Linked DNA regions of Mus musculus: regions 2 and 3 are each linked to region 1. A link is a contact called in public HiChIP or PLAC-seq and promoter capture Hi-C data. All regions are on one chromosome and are shown on one strand. Each heading gives the region's core, a stretch centred on a gene start, on an enhancer-like site or on the middle of the called end of the contact. The rest is flanking DNA. Distances are from core to core; before and after follow the strand shown. Region 1 overlaps Hspbap1 (Hspb associated protein 1). Region 2 has its middle 33 kb from the start of Parp14. Region 3 overlaps Parp9 (poly (ADP-ribose) polymerase family, member 9).

Evidence for each region. Promoter capture Hi-C pulls out the DNA fragments that hold promoters and counts their contacts. HiChIP or PLAC-seq counts read pairs in DNA pulled down with a chosen protein or histone mark.
Region 2: an H3K27ac HiChIP or PLAC-seq map of embryonic stem cells shows a contact between it and region 1, with 5 read pairs. The contact joins two enhancer-like sites. A contact is called at or near these places in 4 of 39 promoter capture datasets (3T3-L1-derived adipocytes, the HPC-7 cell line, embryonic stem cells and 1 more), 2 of 15 datasets of contacts at CTCF or cohesin (the G1E-ER4 cell line and pro-B cells), 9 of 484 Hi-C or Micro-C datasets (the G1E-ER4 cell line, the HL-1 cell line, Sertoli cells and 3 more), 3 of 115 datasets of contacts at active chromatin or transcription factors (astrocytes and embryonic stem cells) and 1 of 9 other capture datasets (embryonic stem cells).
Region 3: a promoter capture Hi-C map of embryonic stem cells shows a contact between it and region 1, with 2.6 times the contacts expected there. The contact joins two enhancer-like sites. A contact is called at or near these places in 5 of 39 promoter capture datasets (3T3-L1-derived adipocytes, embryonic stem cells, hippocampal neurons and 2 more), 1 of 15 datasets of contacts at CTCF or cohesin (the G1E-ER4 cell line), 13 of 484 Hi-C or Micro-C datasets (the G1E-ER4 cell line, the HL-1 cell line, the N1E-115 cell line and 9 more), 3 of 115 datasets of contacts at active chromatin or transcription factors (all in embryonic stem cells) and 3 of 9 other capture datasets (adipose tissue, liver and pancreatic islet).

The regions. Positions count from the first base shown.
Region 1 is chr16:35,827,913-35,831,905 of GRCm38.p6, reverse strand. It overlaps Hspbap1 (Hspb associated protein 1), which reads right to left. Exons shown (of 8, transcript NM_175111.3): 8 at 3,444-3,993. It also overlaps a transcript of Parp14 not described here. Among named protein-coding and RNA genes, the nearest start is that of Parp14, 41 kb to the left of the region's middle. Within about 2 kb of position 1,350, at least 17 of the 459 cell types and tissues checked have an H3K27ac peak or open chromatin away from gene starts, as enhancers often do. A contact at or near this core is called in embryonic stem cells, where this site is marked.
Region 2 is chr16:35,902,438-35,906,368 of GRCm38.p6, reverse strand. No RefSeq gene overlaps it. Among named protein-coding and RNA genes, the nearest start is that of Parp14, 33 kb to the right of the region's middle. Within about 2 kb of position 1,793, at least 75 of the 459 cell types and tissues checked have an H3K27ac peak or open chromatin away from gene starts, as enhancers often do. A contact at or near this core is called in embryonic stem cells, where this site is marked.
Region 3 is chr16:35,948,780-35,952,786 of GRCm38.p6, reverse strand. All of the region lies in intron 4 of Parp9 (poly (ADP-ribose) polymerase family, member 9), which reads right to left. Among named protein-coding and RNA genes, the nearest start is that of Dtx3l, 12 kb to the right of the region's middle. Within about 2 kb of position 1,271, at least 12 of the 459 cell types and tissues checked have an H3K27ac peak or open chromatin away from gene starts, as enhancers often do. A contact at or near this core is called in embryonic stem cells, where this site is marked.

The DNA of each region.
Region 1 (3,993 bases), core at 101-2,600:
AAAAAAAAAAGTTATGAAGAGTTGTCACCCCAGTTCCCTGGGCTTTGGGGTTGGTGGGGGTTATTATAGGTTGTCTTTCTAGGGAATGTAGAAATGGTCATAATTGGAACAAGGAGGAATAGCTAGAATTGATTGCATAGCCATAATCTCATTTGATAGAAATCTTTTTTTTTTTTTTTTTGGTTTTTCAAGACAGGGTTTCTCTGTGTAGTCTTGGCTGTCCTGGAACTCACTCTGTAGACCAGGCTGGCCTCGAACTCAGAAACCTGCCTGCCTCTGCCTCCCAAGTGCTGGGATTAAAGGTGTGCGCCACCACGCCCAGCTGGTAGAAATGTTTTTTTAATATTTATTTATTTATTATATGTAAGTGCACTGTAGCTTTCCTCAGACACTCCAGAAGAGGGTGTCAGATCTCGTTATGGATGGTTGTGAGCCACCATGTGGTTGCTGGGATTTGAACTCAGGACCTTCAGAAGAGCAGTCAGTGCTCTTACCCACTGAGCCATCTCTCCAGCCCAGGTAGAAATCTTTTTAATTGTTACTAAGTTGAAGTCATAATTTCTTATTTTGGAACAGAATTTATTTTGATGCAAAAATCAAGGTTTTCATTGGCATAAGTTTCTTCTATTGATAAAAAAAAATTAAAAGTGCAGGGCTTAGACCCAGTCCTTTTATAACTGTTACTGTAAATAGATCCAAGATGTTTAAGCCTGTGAGTTAAAGGCAAAATAGAAAATTCATGGCTCTGAGTTTATTGTTAGGGGATTTTCAGATATTTAATTAGAAATGGCTGAGAATAGTTAACAGAGAACAGTCCAGATTACCTTACATAGATAGATTGGTTTTCAAAAATGTCAGAATTCCACAGATATGATATTTAATGTTATTTATTCACTTGTTGAGATATATCTGCTCCTAACAGCTTCCCATTCGTGGACTCAGAGAAGCAGCTGAGCATCTTACCTCCAGGTGAGGTTGAACACTGTGGCTAGGTAGCCACGGAGCAGAAACATCCTATCTCTCCTGCAGACCTGTACTGTTCTCGAAAGGACACAAGTTACAGGTTAGCACAGCTTAGTTCTGCAGAGACAGAACAGGCTCGTCCTTAATATTCCTGTTTCTTTAAGGTCTGTCAGATGATCCTGGGCCAGAAGGCTGAAGACAGATAGATGGATGCTCCAGCTTCCTGACTTACTGGGAAGGTATAGGTAGGCAGCTGGCTCTACAATTGTCTCAGTTCTGGAAGCTGTGTTAGGCTTCCTATATATTTTCAGGTAATGTTGGTCACTCTCGGATTCCTGACGGGGTGAAAGACTACTTAAAGTCTCCTAGCCAACCCAGGCTATTTACCTTGAGAGAACAGGCTTGGGAGGATGGTTTTCAGATGGCATACAATCTAAAGCCAGGTCTAAGTCAGGTGTAGAATTATAAGGCTTTTTAAAGTTAGTAGATGACAGTGCTCTATTTTATTGACAAAAATGATGGACTGGATGTTAGGTCTACCTTGTACTTTATAAATTGCAAAATGGTAATAGTTGTGCTCAATTTGTATTTGAGAGAAAGGTTTTGTTTTTTACTAGAATAGAAAGGGGTAAGTGTTGTGGATGGGCCAGGTGCTGTTTGTATTTTGATGCTAATTCTGCTCTCCTGGGAAGGGCTTTGGACAAGGAGCGAGTCAGGTGACGTCTTGTGAACCAATCGCCTAATGAATGAAGGAGTCAATCACTGGGCGAGTAGGCGGGACTTCCGGGTTGGATAGGGGAAGGAGTAGAGGGACTCTGGCTCTTTTTGGACAGGGATAGCATAAGGACAAGATGTAGCGGTTTATGGCTAATCCACTAGGATTCACCACTGGAGACATTAGATTTAATATGGCTTACAAGATTAGGATTCTACTTGTTGGGCCCAGAGATTGAGTTACCATTGTTTCTGGGAAAAAAGAAAAAAAAAAAAAAAGTACAGTCTTAACGCTGTAATTTTAATAAGATTACCGTAGGCCAGTTAAAACACAGGGACCAGGGACGTTAGCAGCTATAAAGTGCTTTTGGGAGATTTTGAATGTGGCCACGCATGGCTCTGTTGATTCCTACTTACTTAGGTTATAGTGGCTTTAAATAACTAAGTCCACTGTGATGTTTTGAGCAGCAGATGGTCTCTTGACCTGACTCTGGTGACACTATATCCTGATAGAGAAAAGTAATAGTTTAAACAACTGACAAACTTGAAAAAGAAAAGGAAATTGGATGTCTAAAATGCCGCAGTGCCACCTTGGTCGGTCTGATGTCAGACGTCAACTGCCTGGCACATACCCATCCCAGTGATGCTGCTGCTTATTGCCTTTTTGTGGTTATTAAGAAAGGACTGCAGTCAGTTTGACTAAAACAAGATCCACGTTATTGCTTAGAGAGAAAGAAAGCCAGCACTAGTCACTTATTCCTATTTTTCATATCTATCCAGAAAACTGACTTCAGTGGAGGTAAACTATATAGAGACATACACTTCTGTTTTTAAGACTGAATTACATGTATGCAATGCTTTAAGATTCTAAAATACTTGACAACTAATATTTCTTTTTAGAAGTCAGCTAAATCTACTTAAAGGCAACATCATTAAAACTAACAGGAAGAAACTGAAAGGCATCCTCACCAGGTAGAGCTACTACCTGGTGTTTTTGCTACTTGGAGAAAGTGAAGGGAAGTTGGACCCTGGAGGTTTCCTTGCATCTTTGTTGTTTCTCTTAGAGATCACTGAAGCCAACCAGTGTTCCTGGGGAGAAATAACCATACAATCCTATGGTCCACGAGACCATTATGCTCATTAACATTATGGCTTTCTGGAAGGAAGGTGTTGAAGGCTGTCTTAGTCAGGGTTTCTATTCCTGCACAAACATCATGACCAAGAAGAAGTTGGGGAGGAAAGGGTTTATTCGGCTTACACTTCCTTATTGCTGTTCATCACCAAAGGAAGTCAGGACTGGAACTCGAGCAGGTCAGAAAGCAGGAGCTGATGCAGAAGGCCATGGAGGAATGTTCTTTATTGGCTTGCCTCCCCTGGCTTGCTCAGCCTGCTCTCTTATAGAACCCAAGACTACCAGCCCAGAGATGGCACCACCCACATGGGGCCTTTCCCCCTTGATCACTAATTGAGAAAATGCCTTACAGTTGGAGCTCATGGAGGCATTTCCTCAACTGAAGCTCCTTTCTCTGTGATAACGCCAGCTGTGTCAAGTTGACACAAAATTAGCCAGTACAAAGGCATTTAGACCATTTTCCCGAGTCTGGTCTCTGATTCACGTGCTCTGTACAAGCAGAAAGCAGTCGTTCTCAGGGAACATTGCTATGCTATATAACTGCTTGCTGCCAGAACCAGATGTATTGAAGACAAAACAACAAATCACCTCCTTTCTATATCCATTAATTAAAGCAAAGTTTACTTTCTGTTTTAACAGGTTTTTATTTTGCATTGTCACACATTTATTTAAAAACTATATATAGCCCCCTCCCCTTTTTTAGTGATGGTCCAGGTCAGTTGGTATATCAGACTATGTTTATGTGTATCTAGGTGTTCTATGGCTCTCAGAGAACTCAAGGCAACTATAATGGCAGTTTTTGAAATATATTGTAAAATAATAAAAGATAACAATGAAAAACAACCAACCAACCAACCAAACCTAAACTCAGGGACAGGAGAGATGGACAGAGTGCTTACTTATCAGTGTTTAAGAACACTGTTCTTGTAGAGGACCCGTGTTTGGTTCTTATCACCCACAGGGTAGTTTATGGTCATCCGTAACTAAAGATCCAGGGAGCCAATGCCCCCTTCTGACCTGTGAGGGAACTGCACACATCAATTCATGCAGGCAAACATTCTCACACATTAAGTAAAAATAAATATATTTTTTTAAAAATCCAGACTATACAACTATACTGCTACATTCATGGATGTATTAAAACAAACAAAAAAATTAAAACATTCTCATGGAGTCCACCATGC
Region 2 (3,931 bases), core at 544-3,043, 74 kb before region 1:
GTAGACAATGCTGGCCTGGGACTCACAAAGATATGCCTGTCTCCACTTCCTAAGTGCTGGGACAAAAGGCACACACCAACACCCAGCCTCAGTAATATAGTTATTGAGTTAAAGAATCTGGATGGGGATGGGTCACACAGCTTTGGGGGGAAATCTTCACATGGAGAGGTGGCACTTCTTTGTGATGCATTTGGTTTTGAGTGAGAAACCCTTCACTCAAGCTCCTGTAAGTAACTCCAATAAGCTCCTTATTTCCCCCACCAATTACAAAAGTAATTCTGAATAACAGAAAGTTAAAACTGCTCCCGGAGTGAACCGGGAGAGAGGGGAGGGGCCTCGCGGCTATCTGAGCAGTCAGCAGTTTTCATTTCTCAGAAATGAAGGTGCAGCTCTCAGTAACCGATGTGTTGTGCATTGGTTCCACTTGTCTTTCTTCTTCTTCTTCTTCTTCTTCTTCTTCTTCTTCTTCTTCTTCTTCTTCTTCTTCTTCTTCTTCTTCTTCTTCTTCTTCTTCTTCTTCTTCTTCTTCTTCTTCTTCTTCTTCTTCTTCTTCTTCTTCTTTTCAGCTGCACAGATGGGAGGAGACTGAATTATATGAGGTGAACTGAGTTTTTATGAGATCCATTTAGACCCAGCACAGCTCAAATGCCAGGTCAACACAGATGACAAAACTTTATTGTAATCAAGCTGCCACTGATCGGTCACAGCTGCAGAACAGACTTGGGAGCGGAACTGTGTGACCCAGAGCCACAGGTTCGCAGACCTTTTAAGTTTCAAAACCACAGACACCTGTGCCAAGTTATGGTTACATTTTCCCACCAATCAGTGCTTAGGGATAGGGGATTTCCTGAGGAATGTGTCTTTGTGGTACACTTATCCTGTTCCCATTGGTTGGGTTGTTCAACTGTGGCAGGGCAACTTGCCTAGCATTTATGTCTCAACTTGGCAACCAGGATGCCAGTTACCTATGTACATGTCTCTCTCTGCCAACCAGGATGTCAGTTACTCAGAGAGGTCTTGGGAACTTCAACTTTTATTTGGTCCCTATTCAAAATGGAGGTTTTATTTTAAAAAAAATGGCTTCAGTTTGGTTCCTTCTTAGAGAGTACAAAATAATAGTTGACTTCTCAGAGAAAATAATGTCAGGAAACCAGTCTCAGTGATCTCGAATGGTGTGACTAGATGTTGTGCACCTCTGTTTCCCAGGTAACAACTGGAAGAGGGTTGCATCTTTGTGTCTTGAACGTCTTGAATTGGCTACCTTCTCTTGGGCTTGCTCTTACTCTCAGTGAAGTCAGGGTAGCATCTGGTGCTCTGTGGCAGAACCCAGGAGTCTTTTCTGCCTTTCTTCTCTATTTCTTTTTTCCTTAGTGTCGTTTTACATGTCCAACCTTAGGCTAGTCATCTTCTGTTACTAGAACAAATGTCTGAGACCAGTTGTCTTATAAAAGGGAAAGGTTTGTGTGTGTGTGTGTGTGTGTGTGTGTGTGTGTGTGTGTGTGTGTCCTAGCTTTGGAGATCCCAGCCATTAATTAATTGGCCTCATTGCTTTGGGCCTGCGCTGAGCAGCACATCTGGCTAAAGTATGTGGTGGAGCAAACCTGTTCCTCATGACTAAGAAGTGCAAGAAAGGAGAGACAAGGTTCTCAGCATCTTCTCTGAGACCATACCCCGCCATGACATCCCATTAGCTCTGCCTCTTAAAGGTTCTGCCCCCTGTCAATAGCACTTAGCTAGAGGCTGGACCTTTAACATGTGGGCCTTAAAGTGACACCAGATCCAGCGTTCCTCCAGGACATTTGCTTCCCCTATTTCATTTCCTCCTTTGGTAGTGTCCCAAAGCTGCCGTTGCCTGGCCTGTCACTCTCACCTCTTTGCATATCCAGACCCTGCAATCAGCAACACCACACAGTGGGCTAGGCCTTTTTATACCGATTGGCAATCAATAAGCTGTCCCACAGATATGCTCACAGGCCAACCTGAGGTTTCCTGTCTGTGGTGATTTGAATGAAAATGGCCCCCATAGGCCCATAGGAAGTGGCACTATTAGGAAATGCATTGTTGTATTGGGGGGGGGAGGGGCTACTCTTTTGGGTTCTATTATCTACCACCCTTCTGACCCTTACTCCACCCCAATCTCTTCCAACCCCCAACACTAGGTAGGAGAGAAAGGTTAAAAGGGAAAAGAGGCTTAGACTTCTTTACTTCCTGCTGATTAGAGGTGTCAGAGTCCTTGGGGGTAAATCCAACTAGTAATCCATCAATCCATCAATCCATCAATCCAGCAATCCAGCAATCCAGCAATCCAGCAATCCAGAAATCCAGAAATCCAAAGAGATCCAGCAATAACAAAAGCAGCAGCAAGTCGGGGCAGCAGCTGCCATGGGTCTTCTGGTGGCTCTCCCATTTATTCCCTTTCCAGAGTCTCCAGACTTAAACTCTGTGTTGGCAAGGATCATTCCCCTGCTAGTACATGAGGCAATCATAATTAACCACTATGGACAAACTGAAGCAGCTCCATATCCCACACCTGGGATCAAAACAAAAACATATTAACATAGCATAAATAGTTTTTTTGTTTTTGAGGTTTTTTTGTTTGTTTGTTTGTTTTTTTTTTTTTTTTTTTTTTGGTTTTTCTAGACAAGGTTTCTCTGTATAGCCCTGGCTGTCCTGGAACTCACTTTGTAGACCAGGCTGGTCTCTAACTCAGAAATCTGCCTGCCTCTGCCTCCCAAGTGCTGGGATTAAAGGTGTGCACCATCACGCCCAACCATAAATAGGTTTTTAAGGAAACCAAAATTCTCACTACAGAGTTTCAGTCTTCTTGGGGTAGGTGTGGTCTTGTTGGAGGAAGTACGTCACCGGGCCCCATGGGATTGAGGTTTCAGAAGCTCAAGCAAGGCCTAGTGGTTGTCTCTTCCTGCTGTCAGCAGATTAAGATGTAGAACTCTCAGCTACCCATGGGGTCTCCAGCCACATGTCTGCCTGTGTCCCACAATGCTTCCTGCCACAATGACAATGGACTCTGAAATTGTAATCCAGCCCCAATTAAATGCTTTCCTTTAGAAGGGTTGTCACAGTGTCTCTTCACAGCAATACAAATCCTAACTAAGACGGTATCCCAAGCCTGTCAAGTTGACAGCCAAAATTGGTCACCATAGCCACATCATTTCAAGCCCTGCTTGTGGCCTGACTCATTTCTCGTTTCCCCATTTTGAAGATGAGGAACTTGGGTAATTAAGTAATTAAGGAGAAGTTTGGATAGCTAGTATCTTAATTATTTTTCTATTGACATTACAAAGCACCATGACTAAAGAAACTTATAAAAGAAAGCAATTGATACGGGGCTTAGGGTTCCAGAAGTAAGTTAGAGTCCATGACTGCCATGGTGGGGAGCATAGTGACAAGCAGGCATTCATGGAGCTGAAGCTGTAGCTGAGAGAGATTACAGAGAGACACTGGAAATGGTGTGGGCTTTGCAACCTCAAAGCTCATCCTCAGTGACACACCTCCTCCAACTCGGCCACACCTCCTCATCCTTCCCAAATAGTTCTACCAACCACGGGCCGAGCATTCAAATGTATGAGCCTATGGGAGACATTTCTCCTTCAAACCATCACAGCTAGTAAGCAATACAAATAGGCTCAGACGCATGCAGCCTGGTTAGGGGATCCCTCGAAAGAGCTTGTGCCAAAGTCCATCACGTATCAAGGCCAGCTGACACTTTTTTTTTTTTAAGCACATAGAGAAAATGTTTTGCTCTTAGGAAATGCTGCTAAAAATCCCCACTCATCATTGCATGTAAGGTGAACAGTGGTGTAATAGAACTGACTGGAGACATTTCCTCTTCACCATTTAAAATTGTTAAGCTGGCATCTTTCAATATGAGCTGCTAAATATATTCTCTGACAGTGCGGATAAAAGGGCCATC
Region 3 (4,007 bases), core at 22-2,521, 120 kb before region 1:
CTCACCATGTAACCATGGCTGGCCTGTTACTCACTATAGAGACCAGGCAGACCTCAAGTCCACAGAGATCCATCTGTTTCCATCTCCTCAGCGCTGGACTGAAAGGCAGGCACCGTCATAACTTGTTTGTTGTGGTTTTGCGATGGTGTCTCCTGTAGCCTGGATGACCTCAGATGTCCCAGATAGCTGAAGAGGAACTTAAATTTCTGATCCTCTTGTTTCTACCTGCCGTGTGTTAGGATTACAGATTTATGGGCTCTAGGGACTAAACCCAAGGCTTCATGCTGTTAAGCAAGAAATACTCTACCCATTGAACCGTATCCTCTAGCCCTTCTATCTTTTTACCTGAATGTGTGCCTTCTTTTTTTTTTTTTTTAAACAAAACAAAACAAAAACTGGGACACAATGGCTCCAGAATAACCTTGAGCTATACTCATCTCTTCAGAGCTAAAATTACCAGCATACACAGTCTACTCATCCAGCTATTATGTTGTTTCCCCAGTGCTAAGGACTGAACTCAGGACCATGCACATGCTAAGGAAACATTCTACCCCTGAGCCAAATCCCTAGGCCAGTAAGCCCAGGGTTCTTTTTTTTTTTTTGGTATTTCCAGACAGGGTTTCTCTGTATAGCCCTGGCTGTCCTGGAACTCACTTTGTAGACCAGGCTGGCTTCGAACTCAGAAATCCGCCTGCCTCTGCCTCCCAAGTGGGATTAAAGGCGTGTGCCACAACTGCCCTGTGTCCCATGGTTATTTTCAAGACACATCCATACGGATTTTATTCTCTGCCTTATCTCTGTCACTTCTTGTTGTTTCTGTGTAGGCTGCTTGGTAACAAAGAAAAAGTGTCTTAGGAACTTTAGGAACAGAAGACATCTCCTGTCTTTATGTTCTCATGTCCAAGGTTAAAGAAAGTATAAACAAGGCCAAAAGGACTTTAGTGAAACAGAGCTTTCTTTCTGTATGGGTCACCAAACACACTTACCCAACTATTCTATAGGCAGCCACTTAACCAGTTCATCTTCAGCAGCCGTTCTCAACCTGTAGGTCATGACCCCTTTGGAGGTGTCAAATGACCCTTTCACAGCGGTCGCCTCAGGCAGATATTTACATTGTGATTCATAACAGTATAACAGTAACAGTAAATTACAGTTATGAAGTAGCAACAAAAGTAATTTTACAGTCAGGGGTCACCTTAAGATGAGGAACTGTGTTAAAGGGCCACAGCTTTAGGAAGGCTGAGAACCACAGATCTACAGAAACAGCGTACACATAGACATCAACTGCATTTCTTACTACTTTGTCTCTGAACTCTGAGATCAGTGCTAAAGTGAGCTGCGCCCTTAGAGCTTCAGTACTCTGGCGGTTTGAATATGCTTGTCCCATAGGGAGTGGCCTGTTAGGAGCTGTGGCCTGGTTGAGGGAAGGGTGTCACTGTGGGGCTGAGCTTTGAGAGCCTCCTCTTAGCTGCCTGGAAGACAGTCTTCTCTTGGCTTGGATAAAGATGTAGAACTTTAGGCTCTTTCAGTCTCATGTCTGCCTGCATGCTGTCATGCTTCCTGTCATCATGATAATGGACAGACTGAACCTCTGAAACTGAAAGCCAGCCCCAATTAAGTGTTTGCCTTTATAAGAGTTGTCTTGGTCATGGTGTCTCTTCATAGCAATAAAAACCCTAACAAAACAAGTACCAAAATTCTTATCATCCATCAAAGGAAACTTAGGTACTTCTGTGGACTTTGTTTTGTGACAGGGTATCACTGTGTCATCTTGGCTGGCTTGCAGCTTGTAGATCAGGCTGGCCTCAAATTTAGATCAAGTCTTCTGCCTCTGCCTCTGCCTCTGGGGTGTTGGGCTCTAGGCATTTGCCAAAGTACTCCTTTTATCATGGACATTAATGGTTTTGCCCTGAAAAAGCAATCTGAATTTGCCATTGGGGGGCACTGGCACCCTTCAGAAGATGTAAGGTTCCTGATGCTGCTAACAATAAATGAAGATGATAAAAAATCTGGTAAAAGGATGCTATTTAATAATGTTTCTGCTTGGTGCTGGCGAGATGGCTCAGTGGGTAAGAGCACCCGACTGCTCTTCTGAAGGTCCCGAGTTCAAATCCCAGCAACCACATGGTGGCTCACAACCATCTGTAAGGAGATCTGACTCCCTCTTCTGGTGCGTCTGAAGTCAGCTACAGTGTACTTACATATAATAATAAATAAATCTTAATATAATAATATATTATTATTAATAGTCTTTTTTATTTTTTTAAGATTTATTTATTTATTATTATATGTAAGTACACTGTAGTTGTCGTCAGACACTCCAGAAGAGGGAGTCAGATCTCCTTACAGATGGTTGTGAGCCACCATGTGGTTGCTGGGATTTGAACTCGGGACCTTCAGAAGAGCAGTCGGGTATTCTTACCCGCTGAGCCATCTCACCAGCCCATAAATAAATCTTTTTAAAAAATAACATTTCTGCTTAAATGTTAAATGCCACACTAACGACTCCTCAGATCGTTCACTTCATGGAGTCTCCTCAGCCTTCGCTCTGATATCTCATAGGCTGTAAGCGCTACTCTCCCTGACAGTTAATTATAATTTGATTGTGGGGACTGGAGAGATGGCTCAGGGGCTAAGAGCACTGACTGCCCTTCTAGAGGTCCTGAGTTCAATTCCCAGTAACCACATGGTGGCTCCCAACCATCTGTAATGGGATCTCATGCCCTCTTCGGGTATGTTTGAAGACAGCTACAGTGTATTCATATACATAAATAAGTAAATCTTTAAAAAGATAATAATAACTTTAAACTTCAGTGTGTCCAGCCAGGCTGATCATTTCCTGTCTGTCTCTCTGACCAAGTCACTCAAGCCTCCCTGATAGCCTTCCTCCTGCTAGTTCACAACTCCCCCAACCTAAGATCAGCCTGCTTCTCCCAGGGCAGGCAATCAAACCCATGCTAAGCAAGCATTCTGCCACCAAGCCAGCCAGCCCAGGGGTGCTTCTAGAGGGGCACCATCAGTAGGGCTTTCTTCTCTGCCCTGTCACCGTTACTTTTTGCTACCTCTGTGTCCCTGATCCTTGGGCTTCCACCTCAAATTACTGTGATTACAGGGACAGGCCACCATGCCCTGCTGTATTCCTAAGTACTATTTTTTGTTTACTGTTATTGATAGTTTGCTTCAGCAATGCCGAGTGACTTGTTTCCCCAGTGAGATTGCCAAATAAAAGTTTTTTTTTAAAGATTAAAAATAGGCTAGAACTAGAGAGATAAGTAACTCAGTCAGTAAAGTACTTGCCAGAGACCGTGTGAAAAAACCCAGATGTGGTGACAAGCACTCACGATCCCAGCCAAGACAAGTTCCCTGGGGCTAGCTAGCCAGTAAGGCACAGCCCGCCTGACAACTTCCAGACCAATGAGAAACTCTGTCTCAAAAATAGAAGGGTAGACAGTACTTTAGGAAGACAACCAAAGTTAACCTCTCCACATGTGTGCACATGTGTGCGAACCCTACCCCCACCTCCAAGCATGCATAGACCCACAAATATACACCTATCAGCACACATATTGATACACATACACACTCATACACACATACATACACACACCTACATACACACTTACTTACTTACTTAATTAATTAATTAATTTCAGTGCTTAGCCGAGGCATAGTAGCCTTTAATCCCACCTTGGAGGCAGAGGCAGGTGGATCTCTGTGAGTTCAAGACCAGTCTGATCTACATACCAAGTTCCAGGATAGCCAAAGCTCTATAGAGACCTTGCCTCAAAAAAAATAAAAATCTAGTGTTTGAGGCTGAGGCAGGAGGATCATGAGTCTTGGATGACGTGGTAGAAAGCAAACATTGTTTCAAAAATAAACAAACAAGAGGCAGGCGGATTTCTGAGTTCGAGGCCAGCCTGGTCTACAGAGTGAGTTCCAGGACAGCCAGAGCTATACAGAGAAACCCTGTCTCAAAAAAAAAACAAAAACAAAAACAAAAAAACAAA